Linked DNA regions of Rattus norvegicus: region 2 is linked to region 1. Evidence: chromatin contacts called from public Hi-C data. All regions are on one chromosome and are shown on one strand. The core of a region is the stretch at or near the end of the contact, and the rest is flanking DNA. Distances in the headings are between cores, read along the strand shown.

Region 1 (4,649 bases), core at 1,246-3,745:
TTTTACCTGATTTAAGTCCTCTTTCACGTGCTTCCTAAAACCATAAAACAAAACTCACTTCCAACTAAAGCCCTCCTTAATGCTATACAGCATGATACCAAGGGGCTGTGTTGGAGAGACATTCATGACTGGCTTGAGGGAGGACCCAAACCACAGTCCCTAAGGACCAGAAGACACAGAAGGGGGCGGAGGGGGGTAGGGTTCAGCCAGAGAAAACAAAATGAGCAAAACAGTAAGGGTAAGCAAAAGGGGCTCTGAGCCTAGGACACGATAGGGTGGAAGTGTGGCAAGGCCCACAGTCCAGTCCCTTCAGCTGCTGATAACACAGGGGCGAGTTTGAAAGGATCCAGTGTGCAAAGACCATCTTGTCTCTTGCCAGTGCTGTCTCTCACGCAGCCTCTCTATAGGAGACACAAGTTCCAGGGACCACCGCCATTCATTCATTTATTCATTCACTCATTCATTCCAGGGACCACCGCCATTCACTCATTCACCCACTAGTGCTTGGGACTCTCCTAGCTCTGCAGGTGACCCAAGCAGCCATGCTACGGGAGGCGGCAGGCAGGGCTCACCTGGTTTCCGGTGACCGGCAGGAGCGCAGACGCTGGGGACAGACTCGGCTCCAGCCTGGCTGGCGGCGGTGCTGCGGACGCAGAGGCCGGCAGTTCCCGAGCCGTTGCTGCAGAACCCGCCGGCGTTCCGGCTGTGCGGGTGACGGGCGAGGACGGCATCTGGGCGAGGAGAAGGGGTCTCTGGCTGCCCTCCACAGACCTGGGCCGGGACCCTTCGGATCTTCCAGAAACAGGCACGAGAATAGGAGTTCCCGGTCCTCCTGCTCCGCGTAGGGGTGGGTGGATGTGAGTTCTTACGGGTCTAACTTTCCCCGTTCACTTTTATTATCTTTTTCTCGGCTTCTACGGAAGATTCCACTAGGTGGGAATGGAGGGCTGGGTTTCCCTCGTGGAGACTAGAACCGGGGCCTAAGGAAGCTCAACAGACTTGTCTTAATAAATGTCCGAAGCCCTCGTCGTTTCCCCAAACTTCCAAAGGCGTGGATTCTTTAAATTTCTCATGAATTATGTCTTTAAAATCCTCTCAATTTAAGTTCTTTTTTTTTTTTCTTCTTTTTTTTTTTTTTTTTAAAGATTTATTTAGCCGTCTTCAGGCACACCAGAAGAGGGCATCAGATCTCATTACAGATGGTTGTGAGCCACCATGTGGTTGTTGGGAATTGAACTCAGGACCTCTGGAAGAGCAGTCAGTGCTCTTAACCACCGAGCCATCTCTCCAGCTCCCTCAATTTAAGTTCTTAAAATTCTCCCAATTTTTCCTTTAAATTTCTAAATTTTGGATGGTTCTAAATTGGCAGGAGTCGGTCTCGAACCGGAGTCATGGGCTTTGGGGTGTTCCAGATATGGTCTCATAACAGCCCAGGCAGGTCTCTTAACTACTCACTATATAGCAGAGGCTGGTCTCCTGGTCTTTCCAAACGCTGGAATTACAGGCTACGTAAATCTAAATAAATACATCAAATATATGAGAAGGGTCTCTTGGTCTTTCCAGATGCTAGAATCACAGGCTGTATAAATCTAAATAATTCAGTAAATAAATAAAATCAAATACATGAGACGGGTCTCCTGGTCTTTCCAAACGCTGGCATTACAGGATGTGTACATCTAAATAAGTAAAATAAATGAGAAACTTTCCTGAAATGGAATGACCTACCTGCAGAGAGAGAGAGAGAGAGAGAGAGAGAGAGAGAGTGTGTTTCCCTTCCAGTCATGGGTATCGAACCCAGGGCCTTGCAAACGCAGGTCTCAGCCTCAAAGTGGCCATTCCTGACGTCCACCTCTGACCTTGTGCATCGGACTCCCTAGTGGGTCCCTGGAACCTCCTCCTACACCTTCCACGGTGGTTCTTCTGGTGAGGACATTTAGAAGCTGCTAGGAGCGTCCGGCGGGAGGGAGAGCCTGGGCTTTGAGACCGGGTTAATGTTTGCCTGGGTGGGGAGGGGGACAGGTTTCATCAGCGTCCCGAGATAAGCCACGCGTCCTTGAGCGGATGGGAACGCAACAGCTTTCTGGACAGGGCCAGTCTGCTCTTGCAAATCTTTCTTGGAAATCGCCGGCTCCGGTGAGCAGGTGGCTCGGAGCTCAAAGACCGCTTGGCTCTCTTTCCCCCCCCCGACGCCGTCCCAGTGGTTTTCCGCCACGGCGCCGGGCATTCGCCGGTCCGACCACAGAGAGGCGCGCGCGGCCTACGCTGCGGTCCGCCCCCACCCTCGGCGCCCCCCGGGAGCAGAGTCTCCCCTAGAGTTCCTGCCTCAGCTCCCGGAGCCGTGTCTCTCTTCTCGCGAGATCTTCCCGTCCCGCGCGCTCTTCTCGAGCACCCCCGCCCCACGGGCAGGTTCCATATTGGGTAAGATCTCGGCTCGCGGAGCTGTTCTCGCGAGAGTCCTGCTAGAGCCTCCCCGGCCGCTGCCTGCGGGGAGAGGGGGGAGATCGCGGCCACTGGAGCCCGAGCGGGCGCTAGAGCGCGAGCGGCTGTCGCGCAGCGTCGGCGTGCGCTCCCCAGGGAGCGGCTGCAAGGGGACCGCGGCGGGAGCTGCGTCGAACCGTGCAGCCGGCTCCCGCTCGTTGCCGAGGCTCGTAGGTGCCGCCGCGGCTGACAGGAGCCGTGGGTCGCAGCCTCCACACCTGCGCGGGCGCGGGGTCGGGTCTGCCGCGGGCGAGCGAGAGGGCGCAGAGGAGAGCGTGCGGCTGCAGGCAGGGGCCCTCGCTCGGCCACCTCGTCGCCGCGCTGCCGCCGCTGGAAGATGTCGCAGGAGAGGCCCACGTTCTACCGGCAGGAGCTGAACAAGACCGTCTGGGAGGTGCCCGAGCGATACCAGAACCTGTCCCCGGTGGGCTCGGGAGCCTACGGCTCGGTGTGGTGAGTGTCGCCGGGCTTGGGGTTGGGGGCGGGGGTGGGAGGGAACGTGGTGGAGCAAGCAGGGTGGCCCTGCATGCCTGAGCGCCAGGCCTGTCCCCACAGCTCAGCGATGCGCCCAGCGGCAGGAATTCTCCTGCGGGCGTGTCTTGGGGGTGCAGGGGGCAGTTGGAGCGGGACGTGTCCTGCACCCCTCGCCCTGCACACTCAGGTGGGTGGGGAACCGTGTGCGGGATCGGGTCAGCCGTGGGCGCGGTGTGATGGGGCTCCACCCTGTGCTCTCCATGCTCGCAAGATCGTTCCTCCCGGGGGTCCCTCTGCAGCCGTGCGGCCTCTGGACCCTGCCTCCGGGTACCGCCACTTGGCACGCAGGAGCCCTGCCCCGGGGAGCGGGCGAGCTGGGCGCAGCTCCGGCGAGGAGCAGTAGGTCAAAGCCTGACCCGGGGACTGCGGTCACCTGAACGAAACTTGCAAGAAAAAGCGCTCCCTTTCCCGGAATTTTTTTTTCTCTTTCTCAGTTTTTCCCTCCCATTTAACCATTTTTGCAAGCTTCGGTCGAAAAACCCAGAATCGGGAAACGTTCTTTTGGGATTCGCACCTGAATTAGCAGCACCCCGAAGGGCTTAAAATAATACCGACTTTATCTCGGGGACCGCGGGGTGCCAGCTTGCCGTGGTGTGTTTCCGATTCGGTTGAAAGCGTATTTCCTTTTCGGGGAGGGAGGGTGGCAGTGCCTGCAAGGACGCTCCAGCTCTCAGCTTAGTCACACAGCGCTGCTCAGTTCAGTATTGTTTGACAAAACCAGTTTTCCATACGGAGCCAGAGTGGTTCTGATCTGTTGGGCGCCCCTCAAAGATCAAAAAGGTGGGACCGAGTGCTGGAGTTGTAAATGGTTTTTAATTGGGATGCTTTTCTTTCTTTAAGCCCCTTAGAAGATTTGCAGGGGGCTTTAAGCTTGTAAGCACCGAGGCACATGGGGGTTTTTCGGGAGAACCTGGCCGCAGAAAACGATGCCTTTCAGCTTTCATTAACACTTCGGCTTTTTGTTTGAGTTCGTTTGAGACAGAGTCTCACTATGGATGGCCCTGTCTGGCCTGAGCCTCAGTGGCTAGACCAAAGCCTGGCCTGGAACTCAACAAATTTTGTCTCCTGCCAGCGCTGAGAATAAAGGCATTTGCTACCACACAAGGCCCTGGGAGCAGGTTTCAGATTAAATTTATACAGTCAAAGGTCCACTCCAGAAATGTCAGGGACTTTCAAGGATTCATATAGTCTCATTTATTGGGACTCAGTGTCAGTTTAGACCTCCCTATCTGAAAGTAAAGACCAGACTCAACAGACTAGACTCTTCTGCGTTTTAGTGATTTATATTCACGTTTCCCTGAAAGAGCCTGTGAAATGTTTTTTTTCCCCCCCTTTGGAACAAATTCTAGGCTTCTGGATGTGTTAATCTTTAAGTATGAATCCTGTGTTACTTAAAGTCACATCGTGAATTTCCTGTTTGGTAGAATCTTCCTGGTAATTGCGATTGTGCAACCATGTCCGGCAACAGATCATATTGCGTTTGCTCGTTGGAGCTGCCTAGGCTGTGCTGCTGATAGCACCAGCCCTGACCTCTTTCCCCCAAGTTTACAGACTGGCAGTTTGCATTTTAAAGGGGATGTCAATAATTTACATCCCGTGTTTGTGATTGGTTTGTTTCTCTAGTACTCACCAGCTCC
Region 2 (4,649 bases), core at 1,449-3,948, 200 kb after region 1:
CCTTATACCTCCCGTGTTTCTTCCAGCTACAGGGTCTCCCGCCTCATCACAGCTGACAGGCTCGGCAGCACCGGATACGGGGAAGGGAGCCCCCGACAAGCCTCTACTGGTGTAAGTTTCTCCTTCCTCAGGACTGATTCCTTTGCGGGGCGGGCTAAATGAAGTTTCTGCACTTTCGGCTGCCTGGGTATTACTTAGCTCTTCGAGTCTGTGGGGTTCACTCTTCCTGCCCTCTTCTCTATCTTGTAGTGAGGAGCTATGTGGAATATATCTGTTCATGAGATTACACCTTCCCTCTTCCCCATTCCAGAACACACGGGGTACACCCTGTTCCAGAACACACGGGGTACACCCTGTTCTAGAACAGTGGGAGCGTGTGCATTCCAGGTCCCGGGTCTTATTTTGGGTGAAGCCACCATTGGAACGGTGTAACAGGTGCACCATCCTAGCGTTAGGTAGCTCCTCGTGGTAGAAAAGGCCTCTCAAAGGTCTCCATTGGAGCTGGCGCAGTGGTGCGTGGCTTTAGCCCCAGCACTGTAACCTTGAAGTGAATGAAAAGGAGAGAGTAGGCTGAGCAGAGGCGAGCATGGTTCAATGCTCTCTGCTCCTGACTGTGAGAGTGACGAGATGGGGTGCTGCAAGGTCCTGCCGCCTTCACTTCGTGTCAGTGACGGATCATCGCCTGGATTTGTGAGCCAAATAAACCGTTTCTGCCTTAAGTGACTTTGTCAGGGCTTTTGACCACCACAACAGAAACCAAACCAAGAGAGCATGCCTACGGACTTCCGGATGGGGCCTGCAGATCTGTAGTTCTTAAAGATCCCTGGGAACTACATTTCCCAGGCCTCCCTTGCTGATTGGAAAACAGTTGGATTGGCCAGTGAAAGATCGGGGGCGGGGTCATTCCTCTCTCTCTCTCTCTCTCTCCCTCCCTCCCCCCCACCTCTCTCTCTCTCTCCTCTCTCCCTCTCTCTCCTCCCTCTCCCTCTCCCTCTCTCTCTCCTCCCTCTCCCTCCCCCTCCCCCTCTCCCTCTCTCTCTCTCTCTCTCACACACACACACACAAACACACACACACACACCCCACACACACACTTTCAACTCTGTCTTTTAGAAAAGCGGATTTGGGGGCTGGGGATTTAGCTCAGTGGTAAAGCGCTTACCTAGGAAGCACAAGGCCCTGGGTTCGGTCCCCAGCTCCGGAAAAAAAAAAGAAAAGCGGAGTTGAAACATTCTGTTCTTAATTTTATCGTTGAATGAACGATACAATTACAAAGCCCGGGCTGGCAATGAGTGGGCAACCTGCCTCTGCTTTCCGAGTCTTGAGATTATAGGTGTGTGCCACCATGTTCTTGGGCATTCTTCCATAGAACAGAAGTGTGTTAACTTCACAACAAGCTTACTAAGATGTTTCCCCCATTATGTAATTTTATCTCTACAGTTCTCCAACTCCAGAGGATCTGACACCCTCTTTTGGTCTCTGTGATTATGTCCTTACACGTAAACACACTTACGCATACCAGATAAATAGTTACCGGTAACCAGACGTGTTACTGGGGAACGTCAACCTTAGCCAGGGCCACTGGGTCTGCTGAGCTGAGGCAGGACTCTGACGGTATCAGACACTGTTCAGGCTCTCATACCAAGACATCTCCTGTGTCTCTTTGCCCAGGGCCAGTCCTGCTGCAGATTCAAACACAGCAAAAAAGATGTTCAGGAGGAAACAGAAGGCAAATGCCACCAGAGAGTGCTTCCAGAAAAACCCTCAGTCCAAGAAGCCAGCTAGCAAACTGCAGTAAGTGTGAGTCTCTGCTCTGCCAGGAGAGCTCGGCGCTTAGAACATCTAGGCTCTCCATTTTCTGACCTTCAAAAACGGGGTGACCCGGGGGCTGGGGATTTAGCTCAGTGGTAGAGCGCTTACCTAGGAAGCGCAAGGCCCTGGGTTCGGTCCCCAGCTCTGAAAAAAAGAACCAAAAAAAAAAAAAAAAAAACGGGGTGACCCGGTTCATAATCCTGGGAGGGTGCAGCCCTCCTGTGAAAGGGAAAGCCTTCGGAAAACAGCATGTGTCAGGTGCATGGGTCCTGGAGGTTTGCTAGCTACTTCTCAACTGTGTATTGTGTTGTTTTGATCAGAGTAGCCCTGGCTATCCCATAACTCACCATGTAGACCAGGCTAGCCTCAAACTCACTCACTGTGCAGCTAGAGCTAACCTTGTACTTTTGATCCCCTCCTGCTCCCGGCTCCCCAGTCCTGGGATTATAAATATGTGACATCACTCTTTGGCCAGCAAACCCCTTACCCGTACAAACAGGGAGTTGCTTTTGAGGATTCTTTAGTCCATTTGGCAGAAATTTCCCTAAACATTTTTGGCATTTATTTACTGACTGATTGTGTAATGTGCGTGAGTGTGTGCCGGAGAGGTCAAAGGACAGGTTTTTCTGGAGGCAGATTTCCTGACCTTCTGTCTCATGGGTCCCAGGAACTAACCTCAGACGGGCAGGGTTGGAGGCACGTGCCTCTACCCACTGAACATCCCTCTTGGGTTCCCAAACTTGTATTTTATTCAGCTGTCAATTAGTCTTCTTGGGGAGATGCTGGGACCCTGTTGCCTGCTCACAACTGCCTGTAGAGAGAGTCTCATGTAACAGAGGAGTCTAAGGATCTGTCTGTGTTTGAGGGTCAAGGGTCAAAGCTCCCTCTGTGATCCCTGTGTCCAAAGCAGCCATAATGTTACCCAAGAGCCAGTGAAGCCTGCCAATCCTTGGGTCCAGTTGGAAACCCCAGAATAAGGAACTGCAGCTACAAGGGAAGTAAATAAATACAACTTTAAAATTAAAACAAGACCCATCCATGAGGGGGTGCAAGTCTAATGCCAAGATTACTTCTACGGTGGGCTCTGCAGGATCTTGCAACTTTCCAGAGAGGGCAAGGGGCTACCCTGGGGTCACACAGCAGGTGAAAGTGAGGCTTGAGACTCTTCTTATTTCCCCTCATGAATGTGTCCTTGGCGTCTCAAATCCAGGTCTGCACCTTGTCCACTTGACTTTTCTGTACTTCCCGAGACAGTCTGGGTCACCTACAAACCTCATCCCAACCGGATTCAAGAATACAGCTACACTGAGGTATGGAACTCCTCTGGATGTCACCTAAGAGTGACCCTGCCTCTCCTGTCTCAGGGGGATGCAGCAACTCTGAGCATATAGCTTCCTTTCTGCCCTTCCTTCCCTTCCAAGGACAGCCTTGGTCAGCTCCAGCCCATTGCCTGGACAGCTGGGAGTGTGGTGGTGCACACCTTTAGTGCCAGCATTTGGGGAAGCAGAAGCAGGTGGATCGCTGGGAGTTCAAAGCTAGCCAACATAGCCAACATTATATTAGGAGTCCTTGTGTCAAAAACTCCAAAATGGGAACAGAGAAACACACACACACACACACACACACACCACACACACACACACACACACACACACACACATACACACACGGCAAGAGAGAGAGAGAAGCCAAAGCAAGAAAGCAAGCTAGACTGTTTGAGGAGGTGGTGGTGCACACCTTTAACTCCAGCACTCTAGAGGCAGAGCTCTGCAGGAGGATCTCTGTGAGTTCGAAGTCAGCCTGGTCTACATATCAAGTTCCAGGACAGCCAGGGCTACATAATAAGATCCTATCTTAAAACAAAACAAGGGGCTGGGGATTTAGCTCAGTGGTAGAGCGCTTGCCTAGCAAGCACAAGGCCCTGGGTTCGGTCCCCAGCTCCGAAAAAAAGAAAAAAGAAAAACAAAACAAAACAAAACAAAAGGAGAGCCAAACAGAAGTTACATTGATTTTGTTAAGACCAATGCTTCTCAATCCCTCTGGGATACCATAGCAGATATCTGGAGTATCAGATTGTTACATTACAATTCATAACAGAAGCAAAATTACAGTTACAAAGTAGCAACAAAAATAATTGTATGGTTGGGGGTCAGGCAACAGGAGGAACTACATTAAAGGGTCACAGCATTAGGAAGGTTGAGAAGCACAGGTTAAGATACCGACAGCTGGGGGTACACACCTTTACCCTACCTCTCAGGGACAGAAGCGGGCATATCTTTGAATTTAAGGCCAGACTGACCTACAGAATAAGTTCCAGGACGGCCCTGGCTACTTAGAGAAACCCTGCCTTAAAATAATCAAAACCAAGTCAAACCAAATAGCCCAAAACACACTGTACTGATAACTTCCAGATAGTACTCATAGTACTCATATGTCCATACCTGGCATAGAACAGTAACCACGCAACTGAACTGAGCAGTGGAGAGACCACACCACCCTTCTGGAAAAAACAAGAACCAACTAATCTTTTATAATATTTCAAACATTTAAAAAAAATCATGCCGGTTGTGGTGGTGCACGCCAGTAGGATTTGCTGAAGGAGGCAGAGGCAGGAGGATCACGAGTTTGAGGCCAGCCTGGGCTACACATTTTGGGGTTGGGGATTTAGCTCAGTGGTAAAGCACTTGCCTAGCAAGTGCAAGGCCCTGGCAAGGCCCTGGGTTCGGTCCCCAGCTCCGAAAAAAAGAAAAGAAAAGAAAGAAAAAAAAAGTCGGGGTGAACTAAGACAGGATGTCTTAGGGAAGGGTCACTCAAACTGACGACTCTTTGTCCTTTCC

What was found. Hi-C and Micro-C count contacts between places; a contact is called where the count stands out from the background.
Region 2: a contact with region 1 is called in a Hi-C map of liver, with 3 times the contacts expected there. The contact joins the enhancer-like site here to the promoter of Mapk14 in region 1. A contact is called at or near these places in 3 of 12 Hi-C or Micro-C datasets (frontal cortex and liver).

The regions. Positions count from the first base shown.
Region 1 is chr20:6,748,864-6,753,512 of GRCr8, forward strand. It overlaps Mapk14 (mitogen activated protein kinase 14), which reads left to right and starts at 2,496. Exons shown (of 12, transcript NM_031020.3): 1 at 2,496-2,931. The coding sequence starts at 2,816. Slc26a8 (solute carrier family 26 member 8) reads right to left here and starts at 2,321. Exons shown (of 20, transcript NM_001107614.3): 1 at 573-2,321.
Region 2 is chr20:6,948,668-6,953,316 of GRCr8, forward strand. Pnpla1 (patatin-like phospholipase domain containing 1) reads left to right here. Exons shown (of 10, transcript NM_001191841.2): 7 at 27-111; 8 at 1,672-1,794; 9 at 3,023-3,122. Among named protein-coding and RNA genes, the nearest start is that of Bnip5, 26 kb to the right of the region's middle. Within about 2 kb of position 2,699, at least 2 of the 93 cell types and tissues checked have an H3K27ac peak or open chromatin away from gene starts, as enhancers often do. A contact at or near this core is called in liver, where this site is marked.